3 separate regions of the Mus musculus genome follow, and regions 2 and 3 are each linked to region 1. The links are chromatin contacts, called in public Hi-C and targeted proximity ligation maps. All regions are on one chromosome and are shown on one strand. The core of a region is the stretch at or near the end of the contact, and the rest is flanking DNA. Distances in the headings are between cores, read along the strand shown. Region 1 has its middle 5.0 kb from the start of Gm35312. Region 2 overlaps Deptor (DEP domain containing MTOR-interacting protein). Region 3 holds the start of Deptor (DEP domain containing MTOR-interacting protein).

Region 1 (4,294 bases), core at 115-2,614:
AGAGAAGAGGCTGCTGGGTCCAGCATGGTCTTCATGGGGACAGAGTGACATGGTCCCTGCCCCTGGAACAAGGCCAACAGACACGACAGGGGTCTCCATGAATGTCAATGGCTGCCAAGGACATAAGGCTTGTTTGTATAATAATGTACACATTTTACATTCCTCCTTCGAGCAATGTTCTCCCTGTTAATATTAATGACTCCATGATAATCAGAAATAGCACAAATCCAGGAGGTTAAGGTGTGGCTAATGTCTCAGCAAAATGGGAAGCCCTGGGGTCCTTCAGGACAGCCCTTAAGGGGGTGGAAAAGAACTCTTTAAAACATGAGTTCAAAATATATAATTCCTCAAAAATATGCAAAAAATATACAATATGAATTTTATGAGAGGCCTCTTGATTCTAAAAGAATAAAGGCAGCTAACTATGAGACAACTTGTTGGAAAGATACTAAGGAAGGAGATAAAGAGATTTAGGAAATGATAATTGCAGGACATCATCTTGTTTTTACTTACCCGGGCAGACAGATTCCTGAGTTCAAGGTCAGCCTGAGACAGAACTAATTTAGGTCCAGGTGAGGTAGAAATGGTAATTTCAGGATGAGGCATACTCAATTAGCTTGCTGTCTGTGCTTAACAGGTAGACCTCTGAATTCTTTTGCAATGTTAACAGAAAATGTGTGTTTGCAGTCTCTTAGGAATCAAGGGCCTTGGGTCTCCGGATGCTGATTCATGAGACAATCAAAAGGAAACCTGGAGTAAATGACTGAATTGATATGTAAAATAAAAGACTGGACCTATGATCTGCAAGAGATAAGCTATTCAGAGAATTTTTTTTAGAATAGCCAGAGAGAACTGCTTGGAGAACCATCTGGAGCAGAACTTAGAGAGAGAGAAAACACATCAGAGAGAAAGAGAGCAGCCTGGAAAGCGGTCTAGAGCAGAAAGAACATAGGCCACCAGCCTGGACAATTTGACTTATAGTTGTTTGTTTAGCCATTCCTAGACACCCCTTCCTCAGAACCCCTCTCCAAGCAGAGGCTGGTTCTTGGCAAGAGATCAATGGAAGGAGAGAGTATTTCCTACCCAGTCAAGACTCCAGAAGCAATAGTCATTCCTGAGCCTGGCTATCTTGGCAATTGACAGAACCAAGGAAACAGTGAACAGAGATAGTAACTGATGCTGAGGACCTCAGACAAGTTTCTGTTGGGACCCAGTCATTGCTGGGGCTCCTGGAAATGGTGGGGCAGTGGTCAGCAACGTGGATAAGGAAGCTTTATAACTTCCACACACCAAGGCTGCAAAGCAAGGGGTTGCTCCAGGCCGGACCCTGAGCCATAGAGGGTGAGGTGGAGAATGGAGGGGAAGTCAGGTGATCTATGTGGCTAGAAATAGCTAGCATGACAATGAGAAGCCAAGAAGGCACCCAGGCCCTGGCCAGGCAAGGAAAATGCAGATTGCACATGATAATCACCACAGCCTATTTAAAGACTGAAGATGAGGAAATGTCCTCCCACTTAGACCAAACTCTCTTATTAAATCACAAGCTGGACAGCACTGCTCCCTCCCCTTCCCAAGGGTGACTATTAGTCTAGCTCTTCTTTCCTATTGAATTCACTGATAGTCTCTCTGTCTCCCCAGAGACTTGATATTGTGTCCCTTTAGCCAAAGAAAAGTCACTTGAATAGCCTCAAACTAAAAATCTTTTCTTTGTTAACTTCCAGATCCATCCCAAATTTTTGCACCCACAAATACTTTCCTCCTTCAACATATATTCTATGTCTGCCATGCTGCCTGGATGGTCAAACGGAAGCTACTCATGCATGCACCATCTGGGGACTCAGCAGTCAGAGCCCCTCCGCCATCTGCCCTGCGTGCCTCACACTTTCATAGTAAAAGACCCGTGTCGTTCTGCCGCACACGTCACCTCAACATTCTTCCACATGTCCAGTGAGATTGAAAGTCTATAGCCTGCATTTCGACCTTGACTCTGGACCACGTGACACTGATCTGAAGAAGAACAGTTCAAGAACGGCATGATGCTCGTAATGTCCATACTTGGGAGGCCGTCAGGAAGACTAAGTTTGAGGTTGTCCTTGGCTACCTGATGAGACCATGTCTTAACATTTATTGCCCCTTCCACCTGCCTGCTGGGGGAGGAGGGGAGTGCAAAAGGAAAGAAAAAAAAAAAAGAGTTCATGAGCTATCAGAGAATCCTACTTCTGACCCTCTTCCTACCAGTCAGTGGGATTGGTAATATCTAAAGGTCTCAGGCTCTGGGTAACTCCCGCCACTGGCCCTGGAAAGAATCTAGGAGTGCAGTTTATGGAGGAAAAATAAGAAATTTGATGTTAGTGGGCGTGGTGGCACACGCCTTTAATCCCAGCACTTGGGAGGCAGAGGCAGGTGGATTTCTGAGTTCGAGGTCTACAAAGTGAGTTCCAGGACAGCCAGGGCTATACAGAGAAACTCTGTCTCAGAAAAAAAAGAAAAAGAAATTTGATGTTAGTGATGGATGTGTTCTGAATGCAAAACATCTCCCACAGGCTCCTGTGTTTGAACTCTTGGTCATGAACTAACTATACTGTTTGGGGAGGTTTTGGTTAAAATGGAAAAAAATCTACTACCTTTCATTTTTAAGAAGAGTTGTTGGAAATAGAATCTAGGGGCTTCAGTATGCTAAGCATGTCTTCTATCATTAAGCTACATCCCATCCCTAAAGTACCTCTAAAACTAAATGTGCTTTAATCCCCAGATAGAATTGATCAGTACAAAGATATTCTTTTTTTTTTTTCCAAGACAGGAGGAGGAGGAAGACACAAGGGACAGACATCCTTTCCCAAACATGCACAGTTCCCTTTCTGCACACCAGTGAGTGTGCAGGCTGGATTTGGCCGAGGGGTGCGGCTCCATTAATCTTTCCCCCCACCCCCCACCCCCCACCCCCGCACTTCTCTGTCTTTTCAAACAGAGAAGGTAAGTGACTTGCTTCTCTCCACAGTTCTGAAATGAAGTGACTCTTAGATGGACTTGTCTTAAGTAAACTGTTTCCTTGGCACCAAGCTCTTAGATGTCTTCAGAGTCACCGGGCGAGGATAACCTCAGCTCCGCATGCTTGGGAGAAGCCTCTAGATATTAAGACACTTCTTGCTTACTATTTTAGAGCCAGCAATTTCTTTTTATGGGTGTTTTCTTTTGTTTGAGACAAGGTCTCGTAAAGTAGCTCAGGCTAGATTCAAAGTAGTAACTTCCTGCCTCATCTTTCTGAATGTTAGTATTCTAGATAGGTGGCCCAATACACAGATTAGTAATGCTGTTTAAAATTACCTCCCACATTTACACAGTGTGTGTGTGTGTGTGTGTGTGTGTGTTGGGGAGACACGCACCCGCTGCAGCACATGGGTAGAGGTACTTACAAGAGTCCATTTTTCTCCTTATATCATGTAGATTCCTGTGGTTAAATGCAGGCAGCATGCATGGCAGCCAGTCCTTTTAACCACTGAGGCATCTTGCAAATTCTGATGCCATATTTAAGTTTCTAGGCTTACACATCATAAACTTTGTCAGATTCCCTAGACTTGAACTGCTTAAGCCACAGAGTTTAGAAACGTCTTCTGTTTTAACACCTATCTTCAGCTGTATGTTCATAGTTTAAGAATTCCCATCACTGGGGGCTGGAGAGATGGCTCAGCAGTTAAGAGCACCGGCTGCTCTTCCAGAAGCCCTGAAGTCAATTTTCAGCAACCACATCGTGGCTCACAACCATCCATAATGGGGTCTGACGCCCTCTGCTGGCACACGGGTGTACATGCAGATAGAACACACATATATTAAGTTAATAAATCTTAAAAAAAGAAAGAATTCCAGTTATTAAAATGATAGAGAGGCCGGGCGTGATGGTGCACGCCTTTAATCCCAGCACTTGGGAGGCAGAGAGAGAGGCAGAGAGGCAGAGGCAGAGGCAGAGGCAGGTGAATTCTGAGTTCGAGGCCAGCCTGGTCTACAGAGTGAGTTCCAGGACAGTCAGGCTACACAGAGAAACCCTGTCTCAAAAAAAAAAAAAAAAAAAAAAAAAAAGATAGAGAGGTGAGCAATCAAGACTTTTACACCTTGTAGTTCTGACATTTTGAGTCAACTCGCCGTTGTGGAGGGCTGTTCTGTACCTTGAAGGATACGTAGCAGCATCCCTAGCGGTTGCTAGAAGAAAACAATTGTAATAACTAAATCTTTTCTAGACATTATTGAAGATCTCCCATTGGCAAAAACTCACTTCCTGATAGGGGGATCTTTGCTTTGA
Region 2 (4,041 bases), core at 1,293-3,792, 150 kb after region 1:
TTCCCGTCAAGATGACCATGGACTGTCCTTCTAAAACTAAGCAAGGCCTCAATTCGATGCTTTCCTTCATGTATGTAAAATAGACTTGATGTATGGATAGAGACATCTGTGTTATATGTAAATATAAAGGGGAAGGTTGTGGAAAATCCTAAAGCAAAATAATAACAACAATAACACACACAGACACATAGTCAAGGAAGGAAGGAAGGGAGGAAGGGAGGGAGGGAGGGAGAGAGGGAGGGAGAGAGGGAAGAAAAGAGAGAGGCAGGAAAGGCCAATCTGAAAGAAAACACAATCCATGAAATAGAATTGTCTTAACATATAGTGAATTGTTAACAAAACAAAAACCAAAAGGGCCATCCAGATGGCTTAGTGGATTTTACCTTCGGTGTGTAACCCTGACATCCTGAGGTCAAACCCTGGAAGCCATGGCAGAAACAGAACTGGCTCCCTGAAGTATACACTTGCCAGACTCCATGGTATGCGCCCCCCACACACACAAAAAAGTAAATAATAAAACTAAAAAATACTGGGGCTTGAGAGTCGCCCTATGTGCTAGGCACAGTTATAACTCCATAGGCGGTGGTCCTCAGGATGAGTCCCTAAACAATCCTAAAACTGCAAATGGCACCTGAATGCAGTTCCAATTATCAAGAAGATACTGAGCCCTGATTTTATAAAGTTAGTTTACCCAAGTATGCTGACATCTTCACAGGGATCCTGCTAATTAATTCAGCGACAATAGCAATGAGTCATTTGTTGAACACGCACAGAGCGGCAGAACGCAAAACACTCATTCTTAGACATGCTGTCTGTCAGGAATCCAAGAATAATGAGGGCCAATTTATCTAGAAATGTAAATGTGGAACAAAATGCCACATAATTCAGCGGAGGAGGAATCTGTTAGGAGCCAAGAGAGGAGTTTCAGCTCTTGTATACTTTCCAAATTTAAACAACAACAACAAAAAAATTATTAGGTAGTGTTTATCTTGAAATACTACAGAGAGAAAGAGAGAAAGAACTTCGTTTACTATCCTTTTGTGACCCCTGAGTGCAGTGCTAAAAAACTTCTTTATTTCCACTGACTCATTCTGCACAGCAGGGAGCAGGGTGACACCCCAGTCCCTCTGGCCCTACATCCCTCCAGAAGCTGGTATGTTTCTTGTTTAAGGAAACAGTAGCTTTGTGTGGTTCATTGGTAAAGAGCTTAAGAGCTTACCTAAGCAAATACATATAAGGCCCTGGGTCTATTTACCAGTGCTTGGGGTGGGGACAGGTGACAGTGTAGAGCCAGCCTAGCATGCTAGAGGGCCTAGGTGCCATTCCGAGTGTTGCAAAGAAACAACAAACAACAGATGCAGCTAGATCAGGTGGCTCATGTGGGAGGCTGGCAATGAGGATTGCTACAAATTCATAGCTAACCTCGGCTACACTGCGAGTTCAATGCTAGCTTTGGCTATCTAGTGTAAAACTGTCTCAAAAACAAAGCAAAACAAACCAAGGGAATCATCAGAGTAGGTTTACTGAGATTGCTTAGAAGATAAAGGGGCCGGGCAACCTGAGTTTGATCCCTAGACACCAGGTAAGGATGAAGAAAGTGACTCTTCCAAACTGTCATCTACACATGTGCTGTGGCAAGCACACAACACATGCATGTACACATGCGTGCATGCACGCAATAACACACATATGCTTCCTCTGTCTTATACACACACTAACAACAATAAAAATTTAAAAATGGAAGCAGATGGCGGGGAAGGGCCAGAAAGAGGGAAAAATTATACCCAGGAACGTGGGAGAGAAATGTTGATATTTTTAGATATGTGACCAGAGGTTACACATTCTCCATACCTCTGCCTCCATCTCTTCTCTTTCATTGCCAGAAACAGAAGTCTAAAAATGAGCCATGGAAATGGAATGCTCTAGAAAAAAAAAAAAAAAAGCCACTCCAATGAAGAGATACCAATCTTCACACTGCAAGCATACCCTGTTATTCTGCCTGGCATACTGGATGCTGAGATACCTGGTAGACAAACGGGATGCACAATATTGTATACAAGATACAATATAAATAGGCATGATGTCGAGGAGGGAGAGGCTGGCCACTGAGCAGGTGTTCCTGACACATAACTTCATCACTGTTCACTAATGTGCAGTTTATCTAGATCTTTTTGTTTTGAGATAGAGTCTCACTGTGTGGCCCAGGCCAGGGTTGAACCTTAGGTACTCCAGAGTTAGCCTTCTGTGCGCTTGGATTATGGGTGGGTGCCAGGACACCTACCTGATAGACCTAAATTTAAAAGCAAATAAAATTCCCAGAACCCTAGGACTTGTTCTAGAGGCAGGGTCTCATCATACAGGACTGTTGAGAAGTGTGCCCCGAGCTAGAGCTTCCCTCCCTTCAGTTTTGGCAGTGTGGGGATTTGAGAGTTTCACTATGTAGCTTTGGCTGGCTTAGGAACCCTCTAACGTAGGCCAGGCTAGCCTGAAATTCATAGAGAACTGCCTGGCTGTGTTTGAGTGATGGGAATCAAAGTTGTGGGCCACCACACCCAGCGTAAAGCCACACCTCTAACTATGCAGACTGTGAACAATGGCCTGCTTGCCATACCCAACATCCCTTTTTATTTAAAACTGCCTTCCTCAAATCCAGGCAAGGCCCAAATCCATCTCCTTGTCACTTTCCTAGAACAGAGTGCAAAAGGTGTCCCTAACCTATGATGGCCCTCGCCAGCTTTCATGGACAAGCCAAGATAAAGGACAAGGACATTTCTGTCCTTCTCATTCCACCTGGCAGGAATTAAGTGACCCTCGCCAGATGGTTCAGTCCCCCAGTTATGACAATACCTGCAGTTTTCAAACTGTCTTTGTGCAAAGAAACACTTCAACAAAGAACAATATTGAGCATTCTGGCTTAAAGGAGTTTGGACAGACGAGCCCAGAATAGTTCCCAGTTTTCCCACACATACTTTCTACATCCTTGGTCTTCCTAGAAGTCATAAACACAAAGGTTTAAAACTAGTAGACCCACACTGGATACGGTGGAGCACCTCTGTGATTCAGCACTTGGGAAGGAGGAGAAAGGAACGTTAGTTGTTCCAGGCTAGCCTCAGCTATGTAGTGAGTTTAAGGCTATACTCTGTCTCAAAAAGCAAAACGAGAAACAGACAATCACAGAACTAGTGAAGCCTGGAGATACCAAGAAAATGGGACTGGCAGGTTTGGAAAAAAAGGCAAGCTGATCAGCACAGAGAAACAGGAGTACCGAGGCTAGCCCTGCGAGGGGCAAGCAAAGCCATGTCTGGAGTGGGTTTCTCCTTCAGTTTTCCAGGTTTTCTGCCAAGACATGTGTATCCTTTCAATAATTAAGACTTGGGTGGAGGAGTGGGAATTACATGGCTCTATCCTTCCTCCTCAGCTCTCCACTGATTTCAGAGGTGCTGGGGTGGAGGTGGGGGTGAGGAGGAGACATCACCTAAGACATTTCCTATACCCTCAGGGGCTTGCGTGAGCCTGGATTCCATGCATTTGAGACTTTGCAAAGCTAGGCTCTAAGTAGGCTTCCCTCCGTGACCCAGGCTCTTCTCTCACCTCCCAACCATAAGTGTGCCTGCTTAGTGCTGGGAGCATTACGGATGGTTGTGAGCCACCATGTGGTTGCTGGATTTGAACACTTTTAATAACTCAAAAAAAACCTCGCTCTTCCAAGGGCAGCCTTGCAAGGGCACCTGCTTGGTGAACATGTTTCCACCTTGAGCTCAGCCTTGCTCCTGCTCTCCTACAGGGTCTTAGGGCCACTGGTAAAGCATGCATCAAACTGCATGACCTCTGATCCAAACATGGACACTAAGGGAACGCTGTTTATGGACTGCTACAATTCCAGTGACAGCAAATAGCAATGAGTCTCGATAACAAAATCCATCAGGGTGACCTCCGCCCAGTGGGACGCTCAGGTAAAACAGTCCTTGGATTCAGAATCAAAAGCCCCTTTCAGTATACCAATGAGAGGAAACGCCTCTACTTTATGTGAATGTTCAATCC
Region 3 (4,102 bases), core at 990-3,489, 180 kb after region 1:
AAACCTGAGTAGCCTGGACCGACATCCTCCGTCCTTCACAAACACACAGGCCCTCTGGACACATCTTACCAGAGGGGCTGTGTCAAAAGTGGTGGTGCAGAGAGAGCAGGGACACCAATTAACTCCTGCAGGCCCTTGGGGATTGCTAACTAACACAGGAAGCCCAGAAGTCAGAATCTCAGAAGCACCCCATGAAATACTCTCATCTTCATGACCACTTTACAGATGAGGAAATAGCTCAGACGAGTAAATTAATTTGTCCAAACATGGCTACCCTGGCTAGTGATCATATAGTGCGTAGCAGCACCCACCGGTGCCTGCACTAACGCCACATAATCCTCATAACAACACTACCAGGTAAAAGTTAGTGTTACTCATCTTTGTCCCAGGCTCTACACTAGCCAAGTCAAGGGCAAGGCCAGGATTCTGTCAGGTTCAAAGCCTTCCTCAAAACAGAGTCACGGTAACACTTGGCCACATGGCGGAGGAATAGAAAACCAAGCCCGAGTCCCAGGTCTGCAGATTTGTGGTGGGAAAGCCTGCGAGCGCTCAGGGGAGGCTGAAGAATGTGCATTTCAGGAGCAGTTATCGAGAAGGAGAAAGTGACTGGGGGTCTTAATGATGTTTGTAAAAGAAACAAAAAGCAAGGAATCTCACCCAAGCAAAGCCTTTTCAAACAGCAATATAGTAAAGAACAAAACAATAAATTATTAAGAAAGTCCAATTAAATCAGAAAAACTTTACGTCATCTCCATTACAAAATACTCTTGATGAAGGAAAACAGGTTTTTAATTCCCTTCAATTTTGGCCACACAGTTGAGATTTAACGAGGAACTGAAATGCGTGATTTTCCTTCTGTCACACTGGACTCCACCGTCCTGACTGCCAACAGCTACTTCCTCAAACTGAACACTGCAAAGCCAAGTGCTTTACCAGACCTCCAGGAACCTCTGTAACACTCTCCTTCCAGTCTGGAAACAGCCATCTAGAAACCGAAATAAGCCGGAAAAATCAAGCCAAGAGCTAGAGGGAGCTAGCACACTTCTTTCAGGTGGGACTGGGCTCGCGGTTCAAGTTCTGGCAGAGCCGGATTCATTTGGAGTGGCAATCTGATTTACAACCCCCAATATCAAGGCAGCTGCGGAAGCACAAGTCTTAAGCATATGCCCAAGAAAAAGGAACAGGAAGCGATGGGAATGTCAAAAGAGCCCTGGGGGTAAGTGCTTGTTCCTGGATCTGTGAGATGGGAAAGTGGTAATTCTAGGAAAAGTGCGCGGCGGTGGGCCAACTCCGGGGTCCCAAACGTGGGCACTGAACAAGGTACTTTCACGCCCCCTTGCGGACCCAAGTGACACCTGAAACCAAGTGTGCCAATCAAGGGATAGGTAAAGAACTGGGAAAGGTTTTGGAAGAGAAGCAACCCGTCAAAGCACTCGCAGATATGCTCCAGGTTTTACATAAAAGTAACCTGAAGCTCCAATGAGGGAAGCATGTCTTGCTAGAAAAAAAGGAAAGCTGAACCGAAGGCACTCATGGGTGCTGGAGCCTTCTATCTGGAAGCGCAGGGACTGGGGTCCCATCCGAAATCTCTTCTTTTTGGAGCGAGCAGACTAGACAGTCATCAGGAACACCTGGCAAGGGGGTTTGCACGCACTGAGTGGTGGCGAGTCGGAGGGACGCATGGCTGCAGCAGTCCAGCTAGGGCGCAGCCTGCACCGCGCGTTCCCGGCATCGGTCCCCGCAGCCTGGCTGAAGCTGCTAGCCTCCGGGCTGCAGTAGCCAGGCACCCGTGCAGCGCGACCCAACCATCCCACTCGCTCGCAACTGTCCCTACGCCCCGCGCGACACGCCTGCCACGAGCCAGATGGCGTGTGCGCTCCGGACCGCGGCGGGCATAGGGCAATCGAGAGCCCATCTACTGAGTGCCTTTCCTTACCGGAGCTGCTCTCCCGTAACTAGGACTTCAGCCATGCGTTCCAGCTCTCTCTGCTGCACCCCGCCGCTCCCGCCGGCGTTGCTGTCGCTGCTACCACTGCCGCCGCTGCTGCCCTCTTCCATGTTCCTGACCGCGCGGTTGCCACTCTGCCTTTGCTGTCCCGGCGGGTGCGCCTGGCGTTTGGATCAATGTGCCCTCCCCGAGGCCGCCCCGGCCATCTTTGTTCCGGGCGGTGCCGTGGCTCAGACGCGATTGGCTGGTGAGGGAATCCCTGCGGGTAAGCAGGAGAAGTCGGCGAGTCCGGGTCTGGAACTTCGGCTTGGGGGCGTGGCCTGGGCTCTCTCATGGTCGGGGGGCGGGGACAAGGAGAAAAATAAAAACATCGGGGCGGAGCTCTGAGCCCTGAGTTTTTGCAGGAGGTTGAGCCTTTCGCTCCTCTTTTATATTTCCTTTTTCACTCCCAAACTCATGCTGGGGAATGTTGCAGTTTTTCTCCATTTTCCATACTAGAGTTGTAGAGAATAAAAATGAGAACAGATTACTCAAAAACGGAGCAGTTGAGGATATTGCTGAAGGGCATTTCAGGCTACCTGATCCCTTTCCCTATAGACCATCTACTACTACCCTATGGTGGAGTCAATAAAGGATCCTGCCCTGCGGTTCAAAAAGACTAAGAACCTGGCTTCATTACTTTGGTTTCCTACCTAAATGCTCTTAATCCCTTTTTTACACTAGTTGTAGCTATCACTTGTCCACATCTGCTGCATTAAAGATGTTTTAGATAAATTGCTACCCTCTTGTGTTTCCCATATCATTCCTTTTACGTCGGGAAGGCAACTCGGAGGGGTGAGGTAACTTGTCTCAGGCAAGCAGGCAAGAGCATTCTCAGTTTTAGGTTATGTTTTTAAAACAACTCTATCTTGGCAGGCATGGCGACACACTTATGTTCCCAGAACTTCAGAAGATGATCATGAGTTTGGACCAGACTGGGATAAGAAGATACCTTGTCTCATAAAACAAACTAAAACCAAAAACAGCTTAACTGACAAAAGCAAGCAATACAATAAACCGTTAGAAGAGCAGGTTAGGGGCTGGAGAGATGGCTCAGCTGTTAAGAGCACTGACTCACTCCTCTTCCAGGTGTCCTGAGTTCAAATCCCAGTAACCACATGGTGGCTCACAACCATCTGTAATGGGATTTGATACCCTCTTCTGGTGTGTCTGAAGACAGCCACATCGACAGTGTACTCACACATATAAAATAAATAAATCTTTAAAAGAAGAAGAGGAGGAGGGGGGGGTGAGGAGGAGGAGGAGAAAGAGGAGGAGGTTAAACATATTTGAATGGCCGAGCTGGTCTACCATGTTCATTAAAAGTCATCACTGTGTCTCTTCGTTTTTAGTTTGTAAACTTCAACATAGCTTGACTGGGAAGTCATGGCTTCCGCGGCCATACACATTTGTTGAAGTATCTTTGGATTTGCCTTTTGGAAGATACAGGTACTTGTGTCTACGATAACTGTCACAATCTTCAGGAAGTGTCAGTATATAACAAAACATATGCTGCTGTGAATGTTACTTGACATTCCTGAAGACTAGGCTCTGAACCTGCTAGGGTCACAAAAGTAGAGCATTTAGTACTTTGCAAGGTCCATTCTCTGGTAAACAAAACTATTGTTTGGGGTAGAATCTTGCTGTGTAGCCCAGGATAGCATCAAACCCTTGATCCCCCTGCCTCAGTCTCCAAAGTGCTGGAATTATAAGACCTGAACACCATGCTCTGTTCTATTTTTTCCTCCAAAGGTAAATTTTTTCCTCAAAGGTAAATATTTTAAAAGATGCACCAATGGAGAGAGGTTTCAGTTCAAAGTATTCTAAGAGCCCCATAGCATAAACATTAAGTGACAGAGGGAGATGGCCTAGACTTAATGAGGGTAACAGCTGTCTGTCTGTCTGTTTGTTTTTGCTTGGTTTGTCAAGGTAAGGTTTCTCTGTGCAGCCTGGCTGGCCTGGAACTCACTCTGGAGATCAGGCTGACCTAAAACTCAGAGGGCTGCCTGCCTCTGCCTCCAGAGTGGTAGGATTAAAGGCGTGCGCCACTATGCCCAGCTGCTGGTTCTCAGGTTTTAAATCTTATACTTACTATACAGAATATTGAGATTTGTT

The links. A called contact is a pair of places that touch in the nucleus more often than the background predicts.
Region 2: a contact with region 1 is called in a targeted proximity ligation map of embryonic stem cells, with 8 read pairs. A contact is called at or near these places in 1 of 39 promoter capture datasets (embryonic stem cells), 5 of 484 Hi-C or Micro-C datasets (the G1E-ER4 cell line, bone marrow-derived macrophages, embryonic fibroblasts and 2 more), 14 of 130 datasets of targeted methods (a beta-TC-6 cell line, craniofacial prominence, embryonic basal ganglia and 9 more) and 3 of 9 other capture datasets (adipose tissue, liver and pancreatic islet).
Region 3: a Hi-C map of embryonic stem cells shows a contact between it and region 1, with 6 times the contacts expected there. A contact is called at or near these places in 31 of 39 promoter capture datasets (the 3T3-L1 cell line, 3T3-L1-derived adipocytes, the C10 cell line and 19 more), 309 of 484 Hi-C or Micro-C datasets (2-cell-like embryonic stem cells, the 3T3-L1 cell line, 3T3-L1-derived adipocytes and 158 more), 68 of 130 datasets of targeted methods (the 230-238 cell line, CD4 single positive thymocytes, CD8 T cells and 41 more) and 7 of 9 other capture datasets (adipose tissue, embryonic stem cells, embryonic tail and 4 more).

What each region holds. Positions count from the first base shown.
Region 1 is chr15:55,284,986-55,289,279 of GRCm38.p6, reverse strand. No RefSeq gene overlaps it. Among named protein-coding and RNA genes, the nearest start is that of Gm35312, 5.0 kb to the right of the region's middle.
Region 2 is chr15:55,139,657-55,143,697 of GRCm38.p6, reverse strand. The region is part of intron 1 of Deptor (DEP domain containing MTOR-interacting protein); the gene reads right to left. Among named protein-coding and RNA genes, the nearest start is that of Gm9920, 28 kb to the right of the region's middle.
Region 3 is chr15:55,110,454-55,114,555 of GRCm38.p6, reverse strand. It overlaps Deptor (DEP domain containing MTOR-interacting protein), which reads right to left and starts at 2,239. Exons shown (of 9, transcript NM_145470.3): 1 at 1,937-2,239. The coding sequence starts at 2,058. It overlaps Gm9920 (predicted gene 9920), which reads left to right and starts at 974. Exons shown (of 5, transcript NR_045093.1): 1 at 974-1,216; 2 at 1,960-2,213; 3 at 3,340-3,436.